Regions from separate parts of the Anser cygnoides genome. Here all the other regions are linked to region 3. A link is a contact called in public Hi-C data. All regions are on one chromosome and are shown on one strand. Each heading gives the region's core, a stretch centred on a gene start, on an enhancer-like site or on the middle of the called end of the contact. The rest is flanking DNA. Distances are from core to core; before and after follow the strand shown.

Region 1 (4,502 bases), core at 1,632-4,131, 150 kb before region 3:
CGGTGACGCCCAGATGCTGGAACCATACGATGCCACATGGAAAATCATGGCAGGGTATAAAAACTAGGCTTTTATATGGTACAGCTGCCTCTGCATAATGCCCTTGTAATTTATCAGTGTACAGCATCTGGTTCTTTGCTGTCATTCTTCAACTTTCAGACAACCATAATCTCAAGTGTCTTAATAATAACACAGACCTGCCAGACAGGGGGAGGAGGAGGCTGGGGAGGGGGTGGCGAGCAGAACGGCTCCTTTTGTGCCGTTTATCCCAAATGAGAGGGGAAAAACAGAAAAAGGGGGAGTGTGGTGGGGACTGGGGGTGCTGCGGGGCAGGAAGGTGAGGGATGCTGGCGGAGGGGCTGGGGCAGGGCCTGCAGGATCCTGCCCGCGGGGGCATGATGCAGAAGCTGCTGCTTTGGCCTGGAAGAGAGCCAGGCATCGGCTCTTTCTGGGGCTAATTTTGCTTTGTAGGTCTAATGAAAACCACTCCGCCAAGCCTGTGGTTGGAGTGTGTGCACAGCGGTGGTGCAGGGCCCGGCCCCACAGAACTTGCTGGGCCCAGCCACCAGCCCAGGGGCTGTGTGGGCTGCAGGGCCAGCACCAGGCCCCCCAAAAAACGCTGCTAGGAGGGTAGGGCATCAGCCCTGGGGCTGCAAACACTGGGGTGGCTACAAAACCACCGCACCGCAACCCAGGCCTGGCTGTCCCTCCTCCATCACTGAGGGGCTGTTGTGGTTCCAGGAGTGTAAATCCACCCATGTCACCACCATTTTGTCATGCTTGCTGCGGGACAAGGACAGGGGACGTGAGACACTGCCAGGTGGGTCGCAGCACCCCGTGCACCTGTGGGACCCAGGCCGTGGGGCTGTGTGGCCACGGGCCGTGTCGGGCTGCCAGCTGCCACCACGAGGTGGCGAGCAAAGGAGCCCGTGGGCGGCCGGGCTGTCCTGTGGGAAGGGTGCTCGGCCTTTGGCCTGCAGCAGGGCGAGCTGGGGGCTTCGCTTTTTCCCTGAGCAGGGATGAGTGCGGGGTGGGGAGCACACACAGGGACACCTGTGGGAGGGCTCGGTGAGAAGCAGGATGTCCAAAATGAGCAGAGCAGGACTTGGAAGCACGGGGCAGTGCGTCCTGTGGCCGCTTAAGCCCCCCCCAACTGAATCCCAAGAGAAGGGCTGGCACTTTCCATCCCCATCTTCCATCTTCTTCCCCATTTTCTGCAGCTGGGCTGGGTGGGAGCAGGCTGGGGGAGCCTTGTTAGTGCTGATGAGCCATGCCTGGAGGGGGGAGGCTCCGTCAGAAGGAGCTGGGCTGGGGCTGCTGCTGTTGCTGAGGGCTTTTCCTGGGTGCCGTGGTTGTGCTACCACAGAAGGTAATTGGTGGGTGCTGGGGGTGGGCCCTGGTCATGGTGTCAGGAGGCTGGTGGCTGCAGGAGCCTGATGGTGATGGTTAGCTGCAGGCTGAAGTCTCGCCCAGCTGGTGTGGTCCTCTGAAGTTACCACATCTCTGGGCGCTGTGGTCCTGTGTGTGTGCAGAGGTCCCCTCTTTGCTGGGCTGGGTGGCTTCTCCTGGCACCCCGGGGCCAGTCTGGTCCCCTGCGGCAGAGGGTAGGGGCAGCTCCCCCCATCCCGGTTTGCAGAAGGCGCAGTGGAACTGCTGAGGCTCAGCCCAGCTGCCCAGGCCTCCCCACGAGCTGTCTTGCAGCAAACACCTGCAGAAGCACCTGCAGGAGCTGAACCTGTAACCACGTGCGAGGGGGAGCTGTAGGGGAAGCTGGGTGAGTCCGCAGGGGTGGCTCTGCCTCACCGTGGCCCTGCTCCTGCCTGGGTCAGGCTGCCGGTGTCTGTGCCTAGGTGTCTGAGCTGTGGAGCAGGGGACACTGCTCCATGGGGCTGAGGCCCTGCAGTCTCCACCAGGAGCCATGCCCATGGCCCTGCACATGCCTGGAAAGCTTTAAAGGGCTGCCCGGCTGTGACTTGCGGGCTCCCATGGTGCTGGCTGTGGGCAAGATGGAAAAGCTCATCCAGCAGTGCTGTCCTGGTGTCTTCCCCCCGCACAGAGGCGTGGGGATTTGCTGGAGAAATTTCCTGTGGAAACCAGCTCACACCTACACTGGAAAAGTTGTCTGCAGAAACAAAAAGGGCATTTTATTTAATAAGTGTACCCACTGGCTTTGTGTGTGAGCTGTCCAAATACCTCTCCAGTGCTGTGATTGGGGCACTTACATGACTGCTGTTTGCCAGCCAGGCTTGGTCCTGCTGCTGGCAGCTTGGCTGTGGGATCCCCAGGAGCACACCCAGCACCACAGCACCAGGGCTGAGTCCTGGCGGGTTTGTAGTGCACAGAAACTTATGGCTGCTTTGTCCTTTTGAGGCAGGAGGTGAGCAGAGAGACTGGAGTTATTTCGTGCTGCTCTTACCATTTATATATTAAGAGATAAGTAGCACATTATGTTAACAACCAAACAATATGTGATAAACTGGAACTAGCAGTCCTAGTGGAGCCAGAAAGCTTTATCTTGGTTGTTAGATGGACCACAGGGGTGTCCCTGGCTGGAATGAGCACCGACACTGCCAGCTTTACCTTGCCATCAGAGGTGAAGTTTGCTCAGGCTCACCCTGAGCCCCTTGGCAGGTATCCAGAGGGGAGGTCAGTCAAGGTTACCGGGGTTAAACATTGATGGCAGTAGAGGGCTCCAAGGCGTGAGCGAAGCACTGTCGCCTAGTGGTAGCATTAGCTGAACCACGGGAATCTGAGCCTTGGTGCTCAGAGCCTGTGCTGGGGCAGCTCAGCCTCCTGGGGGAGGTTTAGGCTAACACAGCACCAAGAGTGTGCCCGTGACCAGGACTGCAGCTGGGAGGGGTAATGGTCACGTAAGTCCTGTCAGCATGCTTGTGCATCCCTGGGGGGGCTCCTTGCACCATTAATGCCCAGCCTCCCTGCAGCGGTTACCTGAAACGCCGTCTCTGAGACGAGATGTACTTTTAACACAAACAAGCCATCCAGCAGCACAAACAAATCCTGCTCTCCTTCATGCAGCGTCGGCGCTAAGTGACCCAAGGCAGCCTGCCCTCTGGTCGTGCTGCTGCCTGTCCCGGCCGGCTGGGCACCCGGCCTCGTGTGAAGGGACTTTGTGCTGCTTGGTGCAGGATGGGGCCGTGCCGTGCCCACCCCATGGCTTTGGCTGGCAGGGATCAGTGCCAGAGGGAGCAGCCTGGCTCTCGAGGACTGATTTCCTTCACCACATGGGGCTGGTTTGGGCAGGGAAGGAGCTGCCAGATGGACAGCATGGTGTGGCGAGACACAGGTCTCCCTGCAGCCCTACTGCAGTCCCTGGGCTGCGCACCCTGAAGGCAGCACTGCCCCTGTGCCCACCGGCAGCAGCCCCCTGCCCTGGGGAAGGCTGTGGTGGGGTAGGGGCTATTTCCCAGTGCCCCGTAACTGTACAGGTGAGTACACACGTGCTTGGATTTCTTTGTTCCCAAGAACTGAAGCATGCTGGCAGCCTGGGCTGTCTGCCCCTGCCAGCCATGGCCGGAGCCACCCAGCATCTTCCCTTCCCTGGCCTGCCCGCTCCAAACCCAGACCAGGCAGGACAGAGAAGCACAGATCCCACCAGGAAAAATCAATGGTTTTTTTTCAGGGTGGGATCTGGAACCCACCAGCCTGGTAGGGCTGAGGGGCTCCAGCCTCCCCATGGCAGCCCTGCCAGCCCCCTCCTCACACGGCCAAGCCCCAGGGACCAGCATGATCCCTGTAATTTCTGCAAAACTGGCATCATCTGCCCTGGGAATTTGCCGAAAAAGGCTGAATACAAACAAAGCCGATACGTCCCTTGGTCAATTTAACAAAGTGGCGCGTGCGTTCCTCTCGGAAAATAAAATGTTTACTCTGGTGGATGTAGTGCTAGGTTAATACATTTGGGTGAAATGTTCTTGGACCAAAGTACAGCCGTACAACCGATGCAGGAGTCCGACAAGTCGCAAAGCAAACATGTTACGCCAGCGGGTGAGCTGGAGCCGCATTCCTCAGTGTTTGTGCCCAGCGTGGGCGACCCTGGGATGGAGGAGCTGGTGGGGGAGCTGCTAAGTGACCCCTCCTTTTAATTAAAACAAGTGTCTCATTAGGCTTTTTAAGGTTCAGCATTCATTAATATGCAGGTATAAATTCACTTACTTTAGAGCTGCCTCTTTCCTACACCTGCTGGTCATGTTTTTGTGGTCAGTCTCGTATTTTTCTCCCATTGCACTAATTTTCTTTGTGTTCATAGAGCTGCTGTGCGAGGGGGGCCTGGGGAAGGCTCTGCCTTGGTCTCTGAGCTGCTGCCAGCGCTGGTTTGGGTCAGCGCAGGACCTGGGGCTCTGCTCTCCTCCAGCCCTGCCGCTCCCTTCCCATCAGCTTCTACCCTTGAAGTAATTGGCGTCAGGCAGCCTGGTAGGCCTGGGGGTTGCCGGTGAAGATTATGATCCAAAGAAATACATATTTTTTGACTAAAAACAAACACA
Region 2 (4,962 bases), core at 2,381-4,880, 160 kb after region 3:
CTTTGTGAAACTATCTAGAAAATTATGTAATTGCCAAACAGTCCCCCCGGTCCTGCCTGGAAATCACACTTCGCCTGTAGCCTCTTCCAAATCAAAACACAAATGAAGTAACTCCCAGTTTCTCATGGAGTTGCATCAATCCTTTTGGTGCCTTTTTCCAAGCACAGGAGCACAGACACGGAACATGTAGGAACTGGAGTAACACAGAGATCTTAGGAAAAAGTCTATGGTCCAAGGAAGGAAGGAAACTACTGAAGTAAAGGATTTTTTCTTAGGCTGAAATTCAGGCTTTTTCCTAAATGGGAAACCTGAATTGGAGCCCAGACTTCTAACAGCTAAACTACATTTTTACAACAGCTAAACTACTCGACATTAAGCACAGATATTAGAGGGGATCTCAGAGCAAAATCCAGAGTCAAACTTATCCATACATTGGAGAAAACCTGTATCAGACTGCGGCTCCCCAAACCTTGCAGCTAGATTCCTCATCTTGGTTTGCAGCACACAAATTTTTAACCAGAATTCAGCTCCCCATAAGTACCACAAAACCAAGAGGTACAACTTACCAAAAGCAAGAATCTGCTTTTAAATGCATCAGTATAATGATATTTTACTTTTGGATAGAGAATGTTTACCCAAACAGGGAAGGAGGGCCCCAGTTTCATTTTAGGCCAGTGGCTGGATGCTGACCTGATGTAAATTCGGGGTTTTCTGTACTTCAAAGACTCTACTCCAAATTTACAACCCTGAATATAGAATTGGAAGTGATGTGATTTGTGGCTAATCATTCCACCTTTAAGTGCTTTTGTGCAATAACGTCGTTCTTCTGCCTCACAGAGTTTAGGTATCCGATAAAAGGTGCTATAAAAAGGCATTTTAGAAGATTTACTGCTGTGATACAAAATTTTCTGCCAACTCTCCTTTCTCAGCTGAGAGAACTTTTCTTTCAATCTAAGCAAAAGATCACCCCGAGAGAAGTCTCTTTCCTTCAAAATGTTTGCTGTCATACAGTCTTCCGATCGAGGCTAACTCCAGAGCTTTTTGGAGGTTCTGGGGAGAGGCAGAAACATACTTCCCAAGGAATTCAGAATTTGATGGATTGAGAATAACAGAACCAAACTGCAGCAGTTCTCAGCCTCCTGCTTTCTCCTGAAGGAATACCAAAAGGCAGCTTTTTCCCAGATACTGTTTTCACTAGCCCCCAAAAAGTTTTGTGTGAGGCACTTGGAAAAAAGTGAGCTTTAATGTTATTTAAATGCTTAAATGTTGTTTGAATAGCGTGGATTAATTCTTGTGGTTTAATACCAGATTAAAAATAAATGTGCTCTTTGTGGTGTTCCTTGTGTGTGACAAAGACTAGTTTGAGTCTTTCTTGAGCCTTTTGTCTCTTGCTGCTTGTAGATAGCACTTAGGAAAACACATTCCCAGTGGCCCCATAGACTAAAATATCCTTTTGAAACTGAGGATTCCCTCCTCCTTTTTACCCTGGGGCAAATCTAAGTGATAATGTGAAATACCTGCACAGAAACTGGCATCTTTGCTCTCACTAAACTGTGTGTTGCACCTGAGGGCAAAACAGAGGTGTGTGCGTAATGCAGAGCACTTTGGCATGGATCTGAGGTTTCAGACTCTCGCATCATGTGATGATAGCTATTGATTCATGCAAGGGGGAAATTAACTCCCTAAACTCCAGGATGTCGTCTCCCCGAGCACCCCGACACTAATCCCGGCTTTAGGATCAGAGGCAGACGGAGGGGGCAGCTTTTAAAGGGCTGGCTGAGAGAGCTAGCAGAGCACCCCTCCCGGCCGCTGGGAAGTGGGAGAGAGCCTCTTCTGCACGCCACTGCGGACAGAGCCTGCCCCTCGGCTGGGGAGAGCCCAAGGCAGAGCTGCATTTGCAGCTTTTAGGTGGGCTCTGTGTGTGTTGGGGTGCAAGGAGGCTCAGCGCTCCCCAGCGGTCAGAGACCAAGGAACGTCTCACCTTTGGGTGGCTTTGCTGTGGTGGCAAAACCGCTGGTGTGGACTTGGTTGGTCTGAGATAAAGGTGTTTGGGGGTTTCTTCCCAAGCCTGTGACCCTGCTGAGGCAAGAGCAGGGAGACAGCCTGCACGGGCTGGGCGCTCCTGCCAGCCCTCCCGCCCCTCACCGCACCTCCTGGCCCAGCTCTGAAAAAAATATCAGTATGGGCCTAAAATTAAGGAAGGGTAATAACGAGAATTGCAGGCAAAACCTACCCTCTAAAGCAGTGCTTCTGCTTCTGTTCCGTTAATGCAACTCTGGAAGCACCTGATGGAGATCATCTTGGGAGCTACGTAAGCCTACTGCAATACGAGATAGGCTTCTGCCAGCTCTTAACACCCATTCATTTCAACTGCCAAAATGTGCCCCACTGGCTACGCTGAGATTGGAGCCAGGTGTTAATTCAGAGCTGGGGCTGAGTGTGTCACAGGCTGCTTAATCCCATTAGCCTATCCCATAGGGATGGCCTAACCATTTCCAAAATATCAGCCTTCTCAGCAAACAAGCTCATTTTTTGCATCACCTTGTCTGCCCCTGCGTTTTCAGAAATGCCCACCCAAAGTCAGAGCAGCTGCAGTAAAATGGGGGACAGGGACAGCAGGCACTGACCTGAGGAAGAACTGCACTGCCAGGGCATCCTTTTGCACAGAAATCACCCCCTTCTGGGGCGACACTGATTTGCTAGGATTCCCAAGATCTTCCAGCAGTCATCTGAACACAATCTGAATGAGAAAGACTTTTTCAAGAAAGAATTAAATGTCTGTGCAAGATAAGATCTCAATCCACAGCTCACTGAAGTCAGTTTAGGTCTGTTGACTTCAATGGGCCCTGAATCACCACCTCCTGAAAAGAGCTCTGAAGCTAGGGATCCCAGGAAAATACCAAACCCAACAGGAGGAGCAGGGGATTTCAGAAGCAGCTGGCTTCCTTGGGACATTTCTCCGTTTTCCCCACTGGCCTAGTACAAAGAAACATAAGAACAGCCCCACATCATGGCAAGTGGAAGGCAGGCTTGATTTCACACCCCAGCGAAGGGGCCGAGAGCGCTGTGAGTGAAATGTTGGCTGGAGAGGGAAGCCCAGCCAGGCTGACGGAGCAGAAAGTCGGGACTTGAAGCCAGATTTAACTTCAATCTGTTCCATGTTCTGCTTGCTTTTGCTCCCTTTGTTTCCTTCTTATCACTGGCTCCAGAGAGCAATTTGGAGCAGAATTTCTTTCCCTTGATTTCACCCAGAGGACTTGGGCAAAGTAGATGCCCGTCTGGGTGTCTATGCTGAAACTTGGGGGTGTGAATATTGCCCACAATGATGTAGCATTTTCTGGGAACAAAATGCAAAGAGACATTTCCCTTTCTTTTGCAAATTAGGGCTGCTTCAAAAGCTGCTTAGACTCTGGAGTCCTCATAACCCAAGTCAACTGGTCTTTTCTTTCTTTTCTTTAAGCAAGAAGTGATAATTACGACAATATGCAGTATTGTGTCTCTGGGACTTTCATATCCAACTTTAGTGTTTCTAATGTAGCTTCAGTTTCATTCTTTCCCCCCACCCACCCAAGAGGCAAAGGCAGAGATAATTTAGAAATCTTTAGGACTGTTTACATTTTGAATGTTCATGGGGAAACTGCTTTGAAATGAAAATACATTTTAACAAGAATGTTATTGTTTAGTTCTGTTCTGCTAAACATGACTTAAATACACTCAGAGCTTGTGTCTTTATTTATGGATTTGATTGGCAATTTAGGAAACTGCCATTGGTTATTTGAAGAGTGTGTTTATTTAGTGTTACAATTTTGGGTCAGTTCCCCTCAAAGGAAACTTCAAACATATACAATGGCAAACTTGACAAATCATGTCAACACTTGGAATTGGACACTGCTTTCCATTAACTCTTAGGTAAACTAAATCTATCTGCCAGGGACATTTTTTGTTAAGTGGTTATCAGCAGTCGTGCTTTGCCAAGAGATCTTGATTGCTAACCGTTATGTCGTTTTCAGTTTTTAAAAAACATCAAATTAAGTTAGAAGAAAGGTAGAAGAAACGCACAAATGTGGAGGACAGAAGAGGCAAGGTCAGCTCTGTAAAGGTATTTAAGCACCGAAGTCCAATGCAGTGAGAGCAGGGAGGGTAACTCTCACCCGGATTCAGGGTCAGAGGATTAAAGGCCAGTTTCACAGGTAACCGTGCACCTAGTTTGTTGTAATCAGCCAGAATCTGGCGTACACACCGCTTACATACCTCGGCAAAATTTGCTGGCTGACTATTTAGCTTTCAAAATCTGGCCTTAACTGATCTGCCTGGCCTCACCCCGCTGTTGCATCACCACCGACTCCGCTGCTTTGCTGGAAAAGCAAATGACAGCTGCGCTTTGTAGCCAGAGCGTGCTTTGTGCTCACAGAAAGCTGCTGAATACTTCTCTGGGAGCAGAGATAAGGAAACACCTAATTTCTGAATTCTTAACGTGGGTTTGATAGCCGTGGTGTGAAAAAGATGCTGAGCCCCATGCCAGCCATTTTGCATGCCCCAGGCAGGGTACTCAGGTACCAGGCAACTGGGGAGCTTTCAGGGCTAAGCCGCAGCTGAAATGGAAGTACAATTTGGGTTGTACACACCTCTATACAGCCCGTGATGTCTAGCAAGCCACTCGACTGACATTTGCTTGAGGCCACGCTGGGAGGCTGCCCGCACTGCCCTGACCACAGCTCCAGTGAGTGGAGCAGAGCTCAAAGCCCACCGGCAGGTACCAGCGCTGAACACTTCCTAGGTTTGGATCCCAGCTCTTGCATCAGCAGGAAAAGGCTGGCGGGCGAGTGTCTCAAAATTGATAGGAAGCATCTAAGTTTACTGAGTCAAAGGGAGTTGTTCCATTAATATAAATGGGCTCTGAACCAAGCCTTAAGTGATCTGACAGAAGAGCACTGATCTTCAAAGGGACATGCTTACTGAACT
Region 3 (4,626 bases), core at 1,439-3,938:
TGTATCTGAGTAATATATATCTCTATCAAGACAAAATATTTATTTGTAATTACAATACTGATAAAACTGTCAGATTATGAGAACAGAGAATAACATTTTACTGAGGGCATGGATAATGAAATCAGTGTAAAGCATTTAACATATAGAAATCTGTTATCCTAAAGGTATACATCCTAGAGGCTGTTTGTTTTTCACAGTGGCATTCTTAAAATAAAACTTTATTTGAAATTATAGAAAGGCACTGTTACCTTTTAGTTGCATAAGTATTGCTCTGCACCATCTTGTAGATCATAGATAATATTTTGAGCATCAGAGCTGAAAAAATACACTTCAAAAATTTTAATTGTATCAATTTTCAGAAATGCACATACTATAATTTTTGTTTATATTGACCCATATTTGTGTCTTATAACATAAAACACTGAAACATGAATACAATTAGTGCATGCATTGTAATATGCCATGAAAATACAGAGAGATTGTGCTAACAGACTCAATAATTTCTAGCATAATTAGAAAAAAATATGATGGAGTTAAGTTAGGGAATATATGCCTTGTTATCAAGGCCAAGAAATTAATTGACAGATTTAGAAAAATAAATTAGCTTATTGACCATATTCCTAGATCACTTTACCAGTTAGCTTTTTGAAGAATGGTTGTATTTTTATATGACAACCTTGTGTATATGCCTTCAGCTGATATTCAGTCAGGGAGGGTAGAAACTGTAAGATCTTTGTATTGATTTCACTGTCACACCATAATTTAATAGAGAAAAGCTGAAGGGCTGGTCATAATTGCAAGTTTTATTAGTCTTACACTCCTAAAGCACAAGACAAAAAAATATTTCTTTTACGAAGTTTCAAACTAAAATACAAGAAGAAAAAAAAAAAAAGGTAAGAATTCTGATTTTGAACTTTTGTTTTTTTAACTTACCGAACTTTGGTGCTGATCTAGGGCAGTCACTTCTTATTTGTTTTGTAGTACAATACGGTATCATCTGTAGACCTACAGAATCTTTAAATCTGATACATTGCAAAATACAGTAAAACTGTAAACTTGAAGTGAGAATGTGTAAATTACTCTAAGATAATTCAGATGAAGACCCTTTTCCTAAAACCATATATGCTAGCTCTATTTTCAAACTCAGTACAGACTACTAACAAAAGAATACACAACACAGGAAAAAAATGTGACTCATTATTAGTATACAAGTCAAATTTAACACAGTAACTTTCTGATGTAGAATGTATGAGAAAGTGTAATTATTTAATATTACAATAATATGATCTGATTTATGCCCTTATTATCAAAATAATTAGATTTCATTTTTGGAATTTTTGGAAAGAAAAATGGGGGGCATCCTATTCTCTAAACGGTTCACTCATCTAAATGAGCTCCACCATTTAATTTTTAACCTCTTCATACCTGAAGGTACACATTTCACCAAAAGAATCACTTGTTTTCTTAACAACAGCTCATTCTAGTGTCCTATTTTAATGGCTGTCCTCTCTATAATGCATTGTTTTTCATTTTAGGCTTCTGTACATGTTTTTAAAAAGTACCGATGGTAAAATGACCATTATTTTATACAAAGCCACATAACGTTTTTAAATTTTTCTTTGTCAAAGGTTTTGCTCCATGCATCCTTTGGGTGGCAGAACACACCACAGCGCTGTGTAAGGCACAGGAGCAGCAAACAGCGCAGTGTAGCATCTGCCTTTCCGCTTCAAAGCAACTTTCTTGCCTTTGTTCTGCAACATTGAAAACGTGTGTATGCCTTGTTCCCTACACTGTAACTGCACCGAATGAAACTTTGCCCATTGCTCTGTTAGGGTAAATAAGGAACACTTCGTTTTAGAAACATTATACTCAAGAACCTGATCAGTTTGACTCCCGCAGATAACTCACGAAGAAAACCTTAACCTAACTGTATATCAGATACCCAGCGATTTTTCCTAGTACTGCATTTATCCCAACAGAACGGTTTTCTGTAAAGTCTTTCCACTCCAGGAAAACTGTATTTATCTATTTATTTTAACAGAAATTTGCTCAGCGGAAACCAATTGTACTGCTTTAGGCCTGGCATTCTCACCGATTGACCTCATTCTCAGGTAAATATCTCTCTGGGTATCTACAAATGTTTACAAGGCACATTTCAAACATGAAATAATTCTCTCATTTCTACAAGCTCCTGCCCCGCAGATTCCAGTTGTGCAGATTAGGAATGGAAATGCTGCCTAAATAAGGAAAAATATGCCCCACTAACTATATTTTCTATCATTCCTATTACATTAGGGGGAGGGGTGTTTTTATTTTTATTTGCTTATTTATTTTTATTTTAATCTTCTCAGAAATCCTGTTGTATTAAACCAGTATGCACATCATTTTTCAATGGAATGAATATGTAAGTTTACATTTCTCCACCATAAATAATGTTTCAACTTTTTAAATTTGATTGATGTGTCTTATTTTTAACATACTGTGATGTTAACTTGTTTTAATACGAACATTTTTCCCCCTACGTGTTCTGATGGCAAATAACATCTCACATTTGTTTTTCTAGCCTGAAATGCCATTTTCTCCAAGACTGCCAAAAATTGCAAAGCTTTGTTATAGTATTTTAATTTTACAGACATCTGAGTGAAACACTTTTTGTCAAGCTACCAGGGCAGAAATGACTAAATTCACAAGCATTTCAGTTAACTGATTACCTTCAGGCCCTTCAGGTTTTCTGACTGACAGAAATTTATTGTTCTCATTAAATGAGTATTTCACCGAAGTGTAATGCTTGGGAGGTTTGCTGTGCTTTTGCAATCTGAATGTTTGTAATGTGCCCACTTACAAGCACCTCTGCAATCTTATTGATCTAAATAACCTTTAACACACTGATGCCCAAAGCCATTACAAGACAAGAAATAGATTTTTTTCTTCCTCTATCCTTTTGCTTCCATATTATAGAAAGCAATTACTTTCTCAGTTTCAGGTATTTTCAATTGAAATGAGTGCCTTGGAAAAATACTGTTGCACAGGCAACTTCTACAACTCTGTGTTATAAAGGACAGATTGCTTTTCCTCTGATCCTGTGTGGGTAAGCTGGCATGAGATATGAAATTTAGACAACAATTCAGAAACTTGTTTTACTTTATTTGGCTAGTGATGGACTAGGAAAAGTATACGGACACAAAGACAAGGTAAGAGAACAGTATCTTCTCTGAAGAATACAAAGAGGATAAGTTTATCACTATCGTTTGAAAAAATAAGATACCATAAAGAAAAGCAGAGAAAAAGAAAACAGGAAGCACAAAAAGTTGATTGGAAAATGAAATTGCTAGCAATTGTTTCCAGCCTAAAAGAGATTTTTTTAAATCAAATACAACTTATCATTTCTGTTTTCTACTGCACCCAGAAAGTGAATGCATTTAGGTCCTCTTTCCTTTCTGACCCCTTTTAAACAAGTTTTACATTCACCTTTATGTTAGTGGTCTGCTGTTATTTGACTAAACGCACAAAACCTGTCTATGCAGATTGAGTACTAAGCATCACTTTTTATTTGCCCATTATTTTTTTTAAGAAGCCAAACTATTTATTAACTCTAATACTTACAGAACTACGTAAGATTAACTTTTCTAGACATTATACAAACAAATTTATATTCATGGCATTTATAATAATATAAGGCAGGACTTTAAAATATATAAAACTTACTCAATATTCCTCCAATCTGATCTCCTAGTTACTGTGAGAACAGGTGCTTTTTTTTTGGACAAGCTTTCAAGTACATCTTGAATAACATTTTCAATTGCTTCAAGAACTTCAGAACTGAAAGAAAGAAAATTAATGATACAATTCATATGATTAAATATAGTTCCACTTTGCATTTTGATCATCTGCCCTCATCCCTACAGAATCCATTTAATTCAAAACTGCTTTAAGAATATATTTGTTTCAAAAACATAGGGATCAAAAATGCTTGCTTTTGAATTTTCTTTTCCTTAGTTTCCCTAAAATATTGGATTTTCTATTTTAGATGCATAACTGAGAACACAATTAAAAGTACATTTCTATTCAATCCTTAAACCATCAAATTTTTCAACAGATGAACTTTTAGACCAACTGGCTGCTTCATGACTAATGATTAATGTTTTACTTTAAATGATGTAATATTGGCTTTGGCTATGATTTGAGCTAAGTTGTTTTTAAATGCTGTAAATTTTAAAAATGTTCAACAGTACAAATACATCCTGTTGTACCATTGCACATTAACCTTTTGATCTGTTGCCATAAACAAACTGTTAAGGGTTTTAATTATACGAAGGCTTCATCTCAACAGATGCGCTGTGAAAAGAATAAAATCTGTATCTTTCACCTGAAAAGACAAAGTAACCTTGCAAGCAGATCCCTTACATCAAAACTGCAGGCTGGTCTCAGTGTTATGACAGATGCTTTTTATTTTCATAAGGAATCTGATGCCAACATTTCAGCTGTCCTTAAAATTACAGCTGTACTATATTCCCTTGTAAATGTAAGTAGGAATTAAAAGAGTAGGAAAAAAATATTTTAGTTCAAAGATTTATCAGCAAAGTCCAATTTTGTTTTTAAGCAATATACTAAGAAAAGATGAGTCAA

The links. A called contact is a pair of places that touch in the nucleus more often than the background predicts.
Region 1: a Hi-C map of liver shows a contact between it and region 3, with 10 times the contacts expected there. The contact joins two enhancer-like sites.
Region 2: a contact with region 3 is called in a Hi-C map of liver, with 2.8 times the contacts expected there. The contact joins two enhancer-like sites. A contact is called at or near these places in 2 of 7 Hi-C or Micro-C datasets (both in liver).

What each region holds. Positions count from the first base shown.
Region 1 is chr16:5,947,755-5,952,256 of Taihu_goose_T2T_genome, forward strand. No RefSeq gene overlaps it. Among named protein-coding and RNA genes, the nearest start is that of PCK1, 22 kb to the right of the region's middle. Within about 2 kb of position 2,882, at least 3 of the 3 cell types and tissues checked have open chromatin away from gene starts, as enhancers often do. A contact at or near this core is called in liver, where this site is marked.
Region 2 is chr16:6,251,576-6,256,537 of Taihu_goose_T2T_genome, forward strand. All of the region lies in intron 4 of SPO11 (SPO11 initiator of meiotic double strand breaks), which reads right to left. Among named protein-coding and RNA genes, the nearest start is that of BMP7, 120 kb to the left of the region's middle. Within about 2 kb of position 3,631, at least 2 of the 3 cell types and tissues checked have open chromatin away from gene starts, as enhancers often do. A contact at or near this core is called in liver, where this site is marked.
Region 3 is chr16:6,096,848-6,101,473 of Taihu_goose_T2T_genome, forward strand. SPO11 (SPO11 initiator of meiotic double strand breaks) reads right to left here. Exons shown (of 19, transcript XM_066978361.1): 8 at 3,706-3,819; 9 at 934-1,022; 10 at 249-315; 11 at 1-22. Among named protein-coding and RNA genes, the nearest start is that of RAE1, 13 kb to the left of the region's middle. Within about 2 kb of position 2,689, at least 1 of the 3 cell types and tissues checked has open chromatin away from gene starts, as enhancers often do. A contact at or near this core is called in liver, where this site is marked.